Regions from separate parts of the Sus scrofa genome. Here region 2 is linked to region 1. A link is a contact called in public Hi-C data. All regions are on one chromosome and are shown on one strand. The core of a region is the stretch at or near the end of the contact, and the rest is flanking DNA. Distances in the headings are between cores, read along the strand shown.

What was found. A called contact is a pair of places that touch in the nucleus more often than the background predicts.
Region 2: a contact with region 1 is called in a Hi-C map of liver, with 2.0 times the contacts expected there. The contact joins the enhancer-like site here to the promoter of PPP1R21 in region 1. A contact is called at or near these places in 7 of 47 Hi-C or Micro-C datasets (embryonic fibroblasts, fibroblasts, heart right ventricle and 2 more) and 1 of 2 datasets of contacts at active chromatin or transcription factors (skeletal muscle).

What each region holds. Positions count from the first base shown.
Region 1 is chr3:92,224,826-92,232,712 of Sscrofa11.1, reverse strand. PPP1R21 (protein phosphatase 1 regulatory subunit 21) reads left to right here and starts at 4,994. Exons shown (of 22, transcript XM_003125155.6): 1 at 4,994-5,188. The coding sequence starts at 5,132.
Region 2 is chr3:92,112,403-92,120,289 of Sscrofa11.1, reverse strand. The region is part of intron 2 of STON1 (stonin-1); the gene reads left to right. Among named protein-coding and RNA genes, the nearest start is that of STON1, 29 kb to the left of the region's middle. Within about 2 kb of position 3,744, at least 5 of the 83 cell types and tissues checked have an H3K27ac peak or open chromatin away from gene starts, as enhancers often do. A contact at or near this core is called in liver, where this site is marked.

The DNA of each region.
Region 1 (7,887 bases), core at 3,745-6,244:
AACCATTCATCTTATATTATGCTTGGATGCTCAGAAAAAATTGAGCCCTCCATTTCTCTGTGTCTGAAGTGGTCTTCCTCAAAGTCTCCACAGAATTGGACGAGAAAAGCCCAATTCATCAATTAATAATTTGTGGAGTTCCCATTGTGGCTAAGTGGGTTAAGAACAAGACATAGTCTCTGTGAGGATGCTGGTTGGATCCCTGGCCTCACTCAGTAGGTTAAGGATCAGGTGGTACAGCAAGCTGTGGCATAGGTTGAGGATGTGGCTCAGATCCAGTGTTGCTGTGGCTGTGGCGTGTAGGCTGGCAGCTGCAGCTCTGATTCTGCCTCCAGCCCAGGGACTTCCACATGCTGCAGGTTCCACTGTAAAAAGAAAAAAAAAAATTTTCCCAGCCTTCTCCTCAAAACAGTTTTCTTTTGATTTACAATGGTTTCTCCCTTTAGACAATATTCATTTGTTCAGAGTTTTGTCCTTTTCCTCTCACCTCCCATGATGGCTTCTGGGGGTGTGGTGAGTACACTTGCCCTTGAGGGCAGGGCAGGGGACCTTGGATCTGCATCAGGTGGGTCCTGGTGTTGCTCTGGCCCTCAGTGGACTCTGTGGTGAGGTGTCCTTTATTTATGTTGATGGCATCTACCACTGATGTCTTCATTTGGGGAGATAGTAACCTAGTCTTTCTTGGCTCAGTCAGAGCCTAAGGGTTCTCCCAGCTGAGCTGACCAGCTGTCCTGTGTGACTGAGGCCCCATGCCAGAGATGACTGACTCAGGGATGGGTACCTCATCCAAGCTGGTCCAGCAGAAACCTTCTTTGGGGGTATTTCAAATTGGAATTAAGCAACATAGGTGCTCTCCGGAGGCAAAGTTGTGAGATGGAGGCTCAGGAGCTGAAGGCTGCTGTGCTTGCTCCCCAGCAGAAGCAGAAGTAGAACTGCTAAAAGAAGCACAGACAGACTATAAGAGTTGCAGAGACATTCAGATCCTTATTCTGTACTTGAGGTCTGCAGCTTCTGCTTACTTCCTACTGTTCTATGAGCTATCCTCCCATCCTTCTAGTAAATTCCTCCTTTGGGTCCAAGCTAGTTTAAGTCCGTTTCTGACCCCGCAACTGAAAAAAACAAAACAAACAAACCAAAAAACCTCCTAAAACAGCCATGATCATAAAAGCTTTAATGATTATCACAGCACTTGCATATTTACAAGAATTCCAAGTGACTGTCATTTATACCACTCCCCACAAATAATACTGTTTATAAATTGGGAACTATTGCTGGTAAGCATGTGAGCTAATAGAAGTTTTTTTTTTTTTTAATTTGTTATTGTGAAATGTAACTCCTATACAAAAAAAGTGCACAAAACAAAAATGTTCCTTATGAGGAATTATCACAAGGTGAACACCTGTGTAACTACCACACAGAAACAGAACACTGCCAACGCTCCCCGAGGCCCTTCTCATGCCCCCTTCCAGTGGTTATCTTCTTTCCGCCTAAAAAGGAAAAAAAGCTCCTGACTTTTGTGGTTATCGCTTTCTTGTTTTTCTTTCTAGTTTATTTTTGTTGTTGTAGTTTTAGGGCTGCACTCGCAGTGGCATACGGAGGTTCCCAGGCTAGGGGTTCAGTTGGAGCTACAGCCACTGGCCTGAGCCACAGCCACAGCAATGTGGGATCCGGGCTGTGGCTGCGACCTACACCACAGCTCTTGGCAACGCTGGGTCCTTAACCCATGGAGTGAGGCCAGGGATCAAACCTGCATCCTCATGGATCCTAGTCAGGTTCATTAACTGCTGAGCCGAGAAGGGAATTCCCTCTTTCTGCTTTTACTACTCAAGCATGCACTCCTGAATCTTATAGTTGAATTCCTCCATATTTGAGTATTATATAAATGAAGTCATACAACATATTTTTGGAGGGATCTGGCTTCTTTTGTTCTGTATCATTTTCTGAGATTCATCCAGTAGTTAACTGTAGTTGGAGTTCAGCTTTTTTCATTGCTGTTTAGTATTCTGTAATATGAATGTACAATCATTTATCCATTTATTCTGTTGATAGACTTTTGCGGCTATCATGAATAATACTACTGTGAATATTCTTGGTGAACTTATGCACACTTTTTTGAATGTATACATAAGAGTACAATTGCTAGATTATGAATATATATCTTTTCAGATGAGTAGATAATACTAAACTCTTTCTAAGTGACGGTTCTAGTTATATTCCTAATTTTTTTTTTTTGCTTTTCATATTCTATTTTATTTATTTTTTGCTTTTTAGAGCCGCACCCTCTGCATATGGAAGTTCCCAGGCTAGGGGTTGAATCAGAACTACAGCTGCCAGCCTACACCATAGCCGCAGCAATGCCAGATCCGAGCTGCATCTGCAACCTACACCACAGCTCACGGCAATGCTGGATCTTTAATCCACTGAATGAGGCCAGAGATTGAACTCACATCCTCACGGGTCCTAGTCAGGTTAGTTAACTGCTGAGTCACAAAGGGAACTCCCCCAAATTTTATAAGAGTTTCTCTTGTTTCATATTCTAACACTTGTCAGTCTTTTAAATTTTAGCCATTTGTGTGAGAGTGCATGGCATCTCACTGTGGTTTTAATTTCTCTTCCTCATGGTTACTAATGAAACTGAACACACTTTTGCATGTTCTTTGCATGTTTAATGGCTGTGTATCTTCTTTTGTGAAGTGCCACTTGAAATCTCGTCTATTTTTCTGTCTAGATTTCTTATTGATTTGTAAGAGCTCTTTATATATTTGGATAAGAGAATGCTGTTGGGTATATATGTGGCAAACATCTTGTTCCACTCTATGGCTTGCCTTTTCATTCACTGAATGGTATCTTTTGAGGAAGAGATGCCTAACTTTATTTATTTGTTTGTTTATTTCATTTTAATTAATTAATTAGTTAATTTATTTGGCTATGCCTGTGGCAGGCAGAAGTTTCCAGGCCAGGGATTGAACCCTCGCCACAGAGCATCTCAGGTTGCTATAGTGACAGTACTGGATCCTTAACCACAAGGGAACTTCAAGATTCTTAACTTTAATATATTCAGATTTATCAGCTGGGATTTGGAAACAATGCATCTGACAGAACAACTAGATTAAGCAGTGGAAATATAAACTTCTCAGTTTAGTAAAATAAACTTACACATGATCTCTAGCCACAGTTGCACATTCTTTCTTTGGAATGTTATTTCTGAAATGACATTTTATTTTTAAATAATTGAAAATTCCATTCCATTACAAACACAGACATACACTTACAATATTTAATTCTGCCACTTGGAAAACTAATAATAATAATTTTTTAAAAATTCTGCAAGTTTGCTGGATAGTAGGACTTGGGTATTAGCAAACTGAAAAATATAAACAACATTTTATTTTATTTTGGCACCACCAGAAGCATGTGGAAGTTCCTGGGCCAGGGACTGAACCCTCCCTCAGTTGTGGCCTGCACCATGCCGTGGCAACACTGGATCCTTAGCTCACTGCACAAGAGAACTTCCTATAAACAACATTTAAAAAAGTTTATAATCCCTTTTACAATGGCTGAAAAGTGCATATGGGCACAAGCTTTCATTATAAAATCCTGGAATTCCTCATAATCAAACAAGAAACCAGGATAGCAGTTTTTTCAATCATGGAAAATTTCAAGCATTCTAAAATGCCAATATAGTTAACACCCCCTGTACAGGATAATAAATGTTAACATCCTGAAAAAATTAAAGTTTATGCTCCTTTGTTTTCCTTTTTTCATTCCTTTCTTCTTTTTCTCATTAGGGGCAATCACAACCCAGAATTTGATGTGTATATTCCCAGTTCTTGTTTTTTATTTTTAGCACATGTTCATGTGTACATGAGCAGTACAAATGTTGCTTCATATTTTTTAAATGTATCTTATCACGCTATAGTAAATTGACATTTGTTTTTACATTTAACATAGTGTTTTTTCATCTTGATATGACATGTGCAGATATATACAGATCTAGGTTATTAGTTTCAAACAGCCGTGTGACAATTTATGGCAAACATATATTCTAAATTTATTCATTCCTCTATGTATGCTTCAATGCTGCAATAAATGCAATGCTTAGAGCAGTATCTAACATACAGTATGTCCTCAAAACATATTTAACGAATGAAATGGCATAAAATATTTTAGGCAGAATATTTTTTGCTTCAACTATCATTATTTGTCATTTAACATCCATTCTATCTCCATGCGTGGCAGGGGTCAATCTCTGAAATTTTCTAAAGCCTTTTTACCCAATCTACTGAAAAAGGCTCTGGTGCCATGCCCGTGTGGGGGCAGGGGTGGGTGGATGTAGTGTGAGTATGGAATGGATACAAAGACATCTCAAGGTCAAAATATAAGACAATGACGGTTTGGTCTGGAGTTTGGGAGGGTGGCAGCAGCGAACGCTATAAATTTGAGGGAGATCAGAGAGTTTACAAGGCAGGGCATGTCCGGTGCTACCATATTCAGATTACGAGGTAGCGGAATATAGAGGTCTTTCCGCGCGTCTTCTGAAAGATGTAATCATCAAACGCCAGACGGTTGCTATGGGAACCGGTGTGTGTGTGTGTGTGTGTGTGTGTGTGTGTGTGTGTGTGTGTGTGCGCGCGCGCGCGCGCGCGTTCGGCCAGAATTCTTGATGCACGCTTAGAATATTTCTTCTTCCGGTCGTCGGTTCTTCGCAACCACCGCCTCTCTCTTCGGTCCCCCGCCCATTCTGTGGGCTTTCATCATTCTCTTCCCATTTCGATTCTCTCCTTTCCTGTTCTAGGTGGCCATCTTGGACCATGCGTCAAGATGGCGCCCCCTGGTCCCAGAGGCAAAGCCCAGAAGCGCCAACGAGGCTGCGCGCGCACGTGCTCGGGCGCGGGAGGGTGGGACGGTGACGTCAAGACGTCGTCCCGCCCCCGGTGGTTGCTCCGCCTCCGGCTCCACTCCGCCTTCCTCTCACCGGGCGAACCCGGAAGTGGAGGAGGAGGTGCGGCGGCGGCGGTGGCAGATCGGGCAGGCGGTGGCTGAGCCGAGCCCGACAGCGTGTCTGGGGTTGGGGGCGGGGGGCGGGGCTGAGCGGCCTGGGCAGCCCGGCCTTGACGGGGCGGGGGAGGCCATGGCCTCGGCAGAGTTGCAGGGGAAGTACCAGAAGCTGGCTCAGGAGTACTCGAAGGTACCCGTCGTATGCGGGGAGTAGGGGGTCCCTGGCCCTACGGCCTCAGGTTGCCTTGGCAGCGACTTGTCAGGACAGAGGGGGACGGCGGAAGGGGCACGCGAATGCTCCCCTCCTCTTTCCTCCGCCTCCTCTGTCCTCCATTACCGTGCTTCCACCTGCAGCTCCCAGGAGATGGGGCCGGGCGGTGTCTGGGTCCGTGTGCATTTCTGCGGGAAGGCGCAGGAGTTTGATTCTTCCTTCTCACTGAACTAACGGGCTTGTACTGGGATGTCAAAATCCTGGCTTCCGTCTCTGGTGCTGGTCGGGAGGGGAAGGGAAAGGTGAGGACCACTCCTCCACTTCTGCTTCCTCAGTTTTCCCAGCCCAGTGATGGGAAAGAGCAAGCTTTTTCCCTTCCCACAGGGATGATATGAGGATAGAAATTCATCTGCCCCCGGTCAAATCAAAAATGTAAATAGAGTCATGCGCGTAAACTGATGCACCAGAGATGGGTGGTTACGAATGGATTCAGTGCTGTGGCAAGATGTTGTCTGGAAATGCTTTTGAAAGCTTTAGTGCTAGGGCTGTGTCTTTTTCTCCTTCTTTTTCACGAATCACCTGGCGTGGGACGGATTACCCAGCAGGTGCTCAATACGTGTTGAACTAAGCAAAATAGGAATCTCCCCTTTTGTCATATTTATGGCATCTGTCTTTTAAATGATGGAACCTTTTTTCTTGGAAAAGGGCGGTGCTGCTTTTCTGGATAGGGTGGTTCTGCCTCAAGCATATTCTAATGAAGTTATAAAAGCGGAATCTTACATATTTAGAAATTGATTCAGTAGTCATTGAACTTAGTTTTCAGTGATCTTGGCATTCATCGGAGCAATGGGAAGACAGCCCCCTTTTTACAATTTGGAGAAATTGAGACACGTTTTCATTTAACAAATATGCAGCAAGGTGAAATGAAATATTCTTTGAAAAATAAAACCCATGCCTAAAACATGCACACTTTAAGTCTTTCCATCATCAAATGGAAGCCTCAGATACTACACTTACTCCAACGGTGCTACCATTGGCAAAACTTCTTGCACTTCCATTTGAATGTCTTAAGAGCCTGTGGCAGGGTGTTAGTGATGGCAGGTTTTTACCCTTTGAAGGAATATATTTTCGGCCGAAAGTTTGTATGAGCATAAAGTAAGGGGACTGATTTTCTTCTCAGGAGAGAAATAAGCTCAGAAGGCAATTCCAAATGGCAAAAGAGCATTCCAGAAATATTTTGAGCCGTGACTGCATTGCTGAAATAATTGTATAGCCTCCCCAAAGTAATAAACACTTTGAAAGATTTTCTTCTTTTGGATGAGTAAGCTCTTTGGTTCTGCAAACACTTATTATGTGCTGATATGAACAGTCTTCCAGGCTCTATTGAGTGAGGCAGAATTCTGCCTTCAGGAGAACCATTTAATAGAAAGTTTAAACTTTGTGCATAATTATGATACAAGATGACAAGTATTAGTTCAGTGGGAGCACAGTAGAGATAATGGGTAAAGGTAGAAGTTACTGGTATTGGAGAGTGGGGAAGAGGGAGGAAGGGATGGATGGTGGCACTCCAGACAAAGGGGACAGTCTCTTTTGGCTGACAGGAAGGCATGTGCAAATATGGGACAGAGAATGGTGAAATATGGGTGGAGAGATAATCTGGACCCAATCATGAAGGGTTGTGGATGTCAAATAAGACATTTGGACTTTATCTTTGAGTAATGGAGAGTCATTAAAGGCTTTCAGAGAGGAGAAGGACATTGCTTTTAGGAAGAACACTGGAGCTGTGTGGAGGATGGACTCAGATAGGGAAAGACTGGTGAAAAGGAGACTAGAGTATAGGCTCTTAGAATAATTTAGGAGAGAGTGTGTAGGATTAAATAAAATCAGTGATGGTTGAGATAAAAACAGGGTCTTAGATTTAGGAATCATGATTTAAAAGTATGGTTTAGCTTACCTCTCTTGAGTGCCTGCTTTGCACACGGCATCCTTGTGTCTCATTCATTCTGTGGGACATGGTGAGCGAGGGAAGACTGGGTTGACCCTAAGGTAGACCCGTGGACTGCTCTGAGGGAACACCACTGCTACCGGCAGAGGAGGATGGGCAGGAAGGTTTGGAGGGAAGAGTGTATTAAAGGTTAGATGCAATCATAGTATTTATGTTGGAAGGCGCATTGAAGCTATTTTATTCACATAGTAGCTTGAGGTGATGTTGGAGTGATTACTGAAAATTTCTAGTGGAGAGGGACTGGCTAAAAGGACAAAGGCCGGAGCTTTTGGAATAATTCCCATGAAGACAATTGTTGAACTTCAAGAGTTAATCACTTTAGGTGGATTCCTCAGGGACACCTGTTGGAAGGATGTGACAGTAGGAGGAAATGCTGAGGAAACTTTAGGAGGTCTGCCAGACTTGAGGTTATCTCCTCTGTTGGGCCAGGCCATTCTTCATCCTTTTAATTTCAATGTGATGGAAATTTCAGAACAGGAAAACAGGGATTGATCAGAAGGTTTCATATGTTTTTCATTCCCTGTCAACTCTAGTGCAGAGCAATTTCTAGATAATATCTATGCTGCCTTCAACCCTGTGCCTGTGGGAAGGGTTTTCTTTCTTTCTTTCTTTCTTTTTTTTAAGCTTCCCTAGTGCAGAAATTGAGGGCTGATGTTGAAATTCAGTTACATTG
Region 2 (7,887 bases), core at 2,495-4,994, 110 kb after region 1:
CTCCAAAATTCAGGATTTTTTTTTTTTTTTTTGAACTGAAGAGGGCCATATAGAGAATTACTTAATGGGAAACTGACAAGCCCATTTAAAATTACTCAGTCAAAAACTTATTGAATTGCATATTTGAGTGAGACATTTGTAGGCAATGTGGAAAATGCCCCACAGCAGAAATTGACACAACATTGTAAATCAACTATAATAGAAAAAATAGCAATCTTAACAGCAACGACAAAACTGCCCTAATGAATGAGACATGACCTGTCCTGAAGTCAGAAAAAGCTCTGACTCTCAAAGAATATATAGATTTTTCTTACAATAACTTGAAAATTTGTATCCACAAATTCTTTTTGGTGAGACCATTTTTCCATACCAGTGCTTTTTATTCCTAAGGCTTATTGTAAATAGTTTGCAATATTATCAATAATATTTACAGTGTTTCTATTGGTGAAAGATTTACTTTTAAAAATAATTTAGGATAAATGTATGACAATCTCTATAGTACTTTTATAAGAATTCCAGTATGATTTATTTTTTAATTTTAATTTTTTAAATTGAAACAGTTGATTTATAATATTGTGTTAGTTTCAGGTATGCAGCAAGTAATTTGGTTATACATATATATATATATCTATATTTTGGGAGTTCTTTTCTGTTATAGTTTATTATAAGATATTGAATATAATTCCTTGTGCTATACAGTATATCCTTTTTGTCTGTTTACTGTATAGTGGTGTATATCTGTTAGTCCCATGCTCCTAATTTATCTCTCTCCCACCCTCCTTTCCCCTTTGGTAACCATAAGTTTTTTCCTATGTCTGTGAGTCTGTTTCTGTTTTGTAAATAAGTTCATTTGTACAATTTTTTTTAGCTATAAGTGACATCATGTAATACTTGTCTTCCTGGTATGATTTCTTCAGTGGAAGAAAGTGAGGGGCAGGAATTGTGTGTAAATGCCTTTCTCATGTTTGCTGTGACCCTCCTTTGCTGACCCAGCATTTAGAATAGTAGGGATAATTCATTATTTTAGGGCTTCCCTAAATATTTTGGGGTTGTTAAACTCTTGGCACATCCGAGGGAACTGTGCTAGGCTTCCGAATGCCACTGTCATGTGTGTCCGGGTACAAGGTTGAGAGCCGCTGTCTACCTACATCCTTGTTATTCCCATGTGAATAAGCATGTGCACTGACTTTTAATTTCTGCTTATGTTCAGTGGACTCTGATGCTGCTTTGAAAATAGGCAGTTGAAAAGAATGTCTGATAATCTTAAGGGGAGGCAAACATACTCCCCTAGAAGCCTTCCAAACTCAGAGATTGATTTCTAGAAATTTCCACCATAATGCACTTTCCTGGGGGAGGGAGGAGGAAGTGGGATGGATGGGGAGTTTGGGATTGGTAGATGCAAACTATTACATTTAGAATGGATAAACAGTGGGATCCTAGTGTACAGCACAGGGAACTATGTTTAATCTCTTAGGGTAGAACATGATGGAAGATAGTATGAAAAAAAATGTATATATATGTATGACATATATATATATATATATATGTATATATGACTAGGTCACTATGCTGTATAGCAGAAATTGACACAACACTGTAAATCAACTCTAATAAAGACAAATAATACAATTTCCTTTTCTACTGGTGCCTCATTTGGAGTCTTGGTGTCTTGCACTGTCTCTGAAGTTTGTCTGGATTTGCCTTCCAGGAGTTTAAGATAATCCAGATTGACTGAAAACAGACCTCTGAAAGTGTTATGTCGGGTAGGAAAAACGGAGTTGAACCAGAGGCGTCTTTGCTTCAGAGGAAGGTAGCTAGGGATTTGGTGCCAGGCATCCTGGGTTCCCAGCTCTCCACTAACTGGATCGTGACTTTGGAGAAGGCACTCAAGTGCTATGGTCCCCTTTGTGTTGTTGTAAAGTTTAAACGAGATGTTGCCTGGGAAGGGGCTCTGGAATGGTAGCATTCAGGCCCTTATGGGAGGCACAGATCTGTGTTTACATCCTACTCCATTTGCATCGCAGAGAAGAAAATTCCGAGGTTTGATAGGTGCTGTTGCTGGAATACTTTTGGATTCCAATCTCGTGAAGTAGATGGGATGCAGATGATTAAAAGAAGACCCATTCTAGATCTCTTGACTTTGAGCTTTCTCATCCCTTCCTGAGACCCAGTGGGTCTTGGGCAGACCAAAGCTCTGGACAGGATGTGGCCCCTTTTCCCTGATGGGGGTGAGGATGGGTCAGGAGGAAAGGAAAGTGCTGGGTGAAATTGATTCTAGTGGTTGACTTGGGAAAAACCGACAGGGGTGGGAGATGCTTTGAGACTAAAATAGAAAGATGAAGTCATATAGTGAGGGAAGGGGCAAAAGAAGTAAGAGGGAATGGAAATACCTGTAAAAGGATTAATAAGGAAGAGCAGGAGTTCCTGTTGCGGTGCAGTGGAAACCGAATCTGACTAGGAACCATGAGGCTTCAGGTTTGATCCCTGGCCTCGCTCAGTGCGTTAAGGATCTGATGTTGCTGTAAGCTGTGGTGTAGGCCGAAGATGCGGCTCAGATCCTGCATTGCTGTGGCTGTGGCATAGGCCAGTGGCTATAGCTCTGATTCCACCCCTAGCCTGGGAACCTCCATACGCCTTGGGTGCGGCCCTAAAAAGAAAAAATAAAGAGGGGGCGGGGAGGGAAGAGCATAAGAGGAAAACAGAAGAGGAGAAAGAGGAGCTCAGTGTGAAGCAAACCTGTCCTTGACCACAGGGAACTGGAGTCTTGGCTCTTCCCTCCAGAGCAGCATCTAAGTCCTGTACCTTTTCGACAGGCACAAAGGTTTAGGCTCCTATTGGGCACAATTCTGTTTGGTTGAATTAAACTCACATTGCATTTGCCAAGTACCTCCCTATGGAAGAGTCCCGCATAGGATGAAGAGTGCACTTTGCATAGATTTTGTCTTCAAGGTAGGAGATTTTTTTTCAAGGTGTGCTTTTTAAAGCTCAAAGGTAACTTAAAAAGTAATGGAATTGATTTCTTTATCTGGCTTATAGAAATCACTTTTTTTTCCCATATAAGCAAAAACTGAGGAAGCCAGTATCGTCATTCCAAATTTTGAAACTCCCAGTGGGAAATGGATGAGACGGAATGTTTGGAATAGATCAGAATAGGATTTGGTCTGAAGCTGAATTGTTTCTTTTCTTAGTCTTCTCTTTCTTTCTTTCTTTTTGTCTTTTTTTAGGGCCACACCTGTGGCATATGGAGGTTCCCAGGCTAGGGGTCTAATCGGAGCTACAGCTGTCGTCCTATACCACAGCTCACGGCAATGCCAGATCCAAGCTGTGTCTGCAACCTACACCACAGCACATGGCAATGCCAGATCCTTAACCCACTGAGCAAGGCCAGGGATTGAACCCGCAACCTCATGGTTCCTAGTCGGATTCATTTACACTGCACCATGACGGGAATTCCCTTCTCTTTCTTTTTAATAATCTCAACTAAAGTAGATATTTACACAATCTTTCACCCTATACGAAGAATTATTTTGGCTGGATTCCTTCTGAAGAGGGTGGGATGCGATAGATCAAGAAATAGTGCTGCTGATTTCCTGCCTCTGAGCCTCCTGGCTGCATCCTATTCAAACTCTCCTTCCGGCTTTGAAGGGAAAGTGTTTGATGGCAACTCCAGCCCAAGGGCAGCGACGGTGAAATGCCCTCCAGAGAGAGCCAGCTGGCCTGGGCTGCCACTTCACTGTGTTTTTGTGCCCTCAGGAATGTGCAGATTTAGCAAATGACAACACTGAGCATGCCCTGTCCCCAGTGGAGCCCTGGGGCCTCTCTCTTTTTGTCTTGGCTCTTTTCCAAGCTTGAATGATTATATTGGTTGAGCCTTCACTATCCACAAGGGGAGGTGAGAAAGTGGGCTGTGGGGAGAAAAATATACCTTTCTCATGGGCTTTATTCCAGCAGATTTTGAGTTTTCAAGTCAGTAGATCTCATGGAATTTTACTCTCTGTTAGTTTGGAAGTTTGGTCAAAAAGCCCAGTGGTAATAGAATTTTTGCTTTTGAAAAAAAAATTCTGTTGGATGTCAACCATCATAGAATTATTTGTTGGAAAGGATCTCAGAGATTATTCTATGCTAATCACTGAGTGTCCAGAGGGGCTTAGCACGCAGCCTGTGAGTGGCAGAGCAGTGACCAGCCTTCGGTTAACCCAGCCCCAGTCAGTGCTCATCACCTCTGATGTCATTAGGATAATTTCAGTGCTGTACTAGATTGGGATGAAGTGACCTGGGTTCAAATTCTGGTTCTTTCAAAGCCGGGTATATACCTAAGAGAAATGATCACACAGAAAATCTACACAAATGTTCATAGCAGTATTTTTCCTAATACCTAAAAAATAGAAGCAAACCAAATGTCCCTTTACTGATGAATGGATAAACAAAATGGGTTATCTTTACAATGAAGTATTATTCAGCCACAAAAAGGAGTGAAATTCGGATACATGCTACAACATGGATGAACTTTGAAAACTTTAAGTAAAATAAGCCAGACACAAAACAAAAGGCCATATGTTGTAAATTCTACTTAAATGAAATGTCCAGACCTGACAAATTTCATAGGAAAAGAAAGTAGATTGCCAGGCCCTGGGGGAGGGGGAGAGTGGGGAGTGACTTCTGGGCAAAGTTTATTTTTAGATTGATAAGAACCTTCTGGAACTAGATAGTAGTGATGGTTGCATAACTCTATGAATATCACTGAACTAAAAACATCAGTGAGTAGTCATTTAAAGTATGCTAATTATATGTCAATAAAACTGTTGTTAAAAAAAAAATCCTAGCTCTGCCTCTTACCAGTGACTTTAGGTAATGACTCTAAACCCAAGTAATGTCAGCTATGAAATGGAAATAATGATGTATACTTCACAGGGTTGTTCTGATAAATGAGATTATGAATTTGAAAATGCTTCCAAACTATAAACCTCTCATATTTGGGAGCTGTCAATGTGTTATAAGTTCATTATAATTTTTTTTTTTTTGGTCTTTTTGTCTTGTTTTTAGGGCCACACCTGTGGCATATGGAAGTTCCCGGGCTAGGGATCAAATCTGAGCTGAAGCCACCGGCCTACACCACAGCCACAGCAATGCCAAATCTGAGCCTTGTCTGCGACCCTCATCACAGCTCACAGTAACGCCGAATCCTTAATCCACTGAGTGAGGCCAGGATCCAACCCATGTCCTCATGGATGCTAGTCGGGTTCACTAACTGCTAAACCATGACGGGAACTCCTAAATTGGGTTTTCATCTTCTCCTCCAGCACTAGCAAGGTCTAACTACATGGTAATCGTTCAAATAAATACATTTTGAATTGATTAAAAAATGCTTCAATTTTTGTTGTTGTTGTTGTTGTTGTTCTTTTTAGGGCTGCACCCATGGCATATGGATGTTCCCAGGCTAGGGGTCAAATTGGAGCCACCGCTGCCAGCCCATGCCACAGCCACAGCAGTGCTGGATCCAAGCCACATCTGGGACCTACACCACAGCTCACGGAATGCTGATCATTAACCCCCTGAGTGAGGCCAGGGATCGAACCTGCATCCCTGTGGATACTAGTTGGGTTCATTAATCACTGAGCCACGACAGGAACTCCAAAAATGTTGCAATTTTTAAAATTGTGGTAAAAAAACCCAAAATTTTAACAGTTCTTAAATCCTTTTAACAAAAATTTAAGTGTATAGTTAAATACATGCACATTGTTGAACAGCAGAACTCTAGAACTTTTTCATCTTGCATGACTAAATTCTGTACCCACTGAACAGAAACACCCCGTTTCCTTCGCCTGGAACCCCTGGTAGCCACCATTTTGTTTTCTCCTTCTATGAATTTGACTAATTTAGATACCTCACATAAGTGGAATAATTCAATATTTGTCTTTTTGTGACTGGCTCATTTCACTTAACACAATGACCTTAAGGCTCATCCACGTTGTAGCATGCATCAGAATTTCCTTCCTTTTTAAGGCTGGGTAATATTCCATTGCATGTATATACTATATTTTCTTTATCCATTCATCAAACAATGAACATTTTGGTTGTTTTCACTCTTTGGCTATTGTGAATAATGCTGCAGTGAACATGGGAATGCACATAGCTCTTTGAGATCCTGTTTTCAATTCTTTTGAAGTAAGACTTCTGGATCATATGATAGTTTTTTTTTTTTTAATTTAAAATTTTTTCTTTCTTTTCTTTCTTCCTTCCTTCCTCTCTCTCTTTCTAAACAGCTGCACCTGTGCTATATGGAAGTTCCCTGGCCAGGGGTTGAATCAGAGCTGCAGCTGGGGCTTATGCCACAGCCACAGCAACCCCAAATCTGAGCCACACCTAGAACCGATGCTTCAGCTTTCTGGATCCTTGACCCGGTGAGCAAGCCAGGGATTGAACCCATGTCCTTGCAGAGACAACATTGGGTTCTTAATGCGCTGAGCCACAGTAGGAGCTCTCATATGGTAGTTAATATTTAAAAAATTTTGAGGAAACTCTATACTGTTTTGCATTTTACATTCCCACCAAAAGTACACAAGGGTTCCATTTTCTCCACATCCTTGCCAACGCTTGTTATTTTTTTGTGTTTTGTGTGTGGGTTCTTGTTTGTTTGTTTGTTTGTTGTTGCTTTCCTTTGTTTTGGTAATGGCCATCCTAACAAGTGTAAGGTGATATCTCCTTGTGATTTTGCTTTGGTTTTTTCAGTTTTTGTTTTTTTTTTTCTTTTTGCTTCCCAGTGGCATTTGGAGTTTTCAGGTCCAGAATCAGGGCCTGGGATCAGATCCGAGCTGCAGTTCTGACCTAAACCGCAGCTGTGGCAATGCCAGATCCTTAATTCATTGTTCTGGGCCAGAGATTGAACCTGTGTCCCAGCACTCCAGAGATGCCGCCATTCCCATTGTGCCACAGTGGGAACCTCTCATTGTGGCTTTGATTTGCTTCTCTGAGGTGATGTTGGTACCTTTTATATACCTGTTGTCCATTTGTATGTCTTGTTTGAAGAAGTGTCTCTTCCAGTCTGTTGCCCATTTTAAAATAGGGTTACTATTTTTTTTTTTGCTATCGAGCTGTCTTATATATTTTGGATGTTAAACCTCTTATCAAATATATGATTTGCACATATTTTCTCCCATTGCATATGTTGCCTTTTCACTCAGTTGATTGTTTCTTTTGCTATATATAAGCTTTTTAGTTTGATGTAGTCTCACTTGTCTGTTTTTGCTTTTGTTGTCTGTGCTTTTGCTGTCATAGTGAATAAATCATTGCCAAGACCATCATGAAGTTTTCCCCTATGTTTTCTTCTAGGAGTTTTATAGTTTCAGGTCTTATGTTTAATTTTTAATTCATCTTTAGTTGATTTTGTGTATGGTATAAGATAAGGGTCCAATATCATTCTTTTGCTGTGGATATCCATCCAATTTTCCCTAAACAATTTGTTGATGGGACAGTTATTTTCCCATTGTGTAATCTTGGTACCTTTGCTGAGGATCATTTGACCATATATGTGTAGGTTTATTTCTGGGTTCTATATTCTGTTATATTGGTATATATGTTGATCTTTATGCCAGTAACATGCTGTTTTGATTATCAAAGCTTTGTACTATGTTTTGAAGTCAGAAAAGTGTGAGACCTTCAGCTTTGTTCTTCTTTCTCAAGACTGTTTGGTTATTTGGAGTCCTTTGAGACTCCATACAAATTTTATGATTTTTTTTCTTCTTCTGGCAAAAAATATCATTGTGGTTTTGCATTGAATCTGTAGATCACTTTGGGTAGGACGGACATCTTAACAGTATTAAGTCTTCCAGCCCATGAATGTGGGATGTCTTTCCATTTATTTGGGTTTCTTTAGCTTCTTTCAGTAAT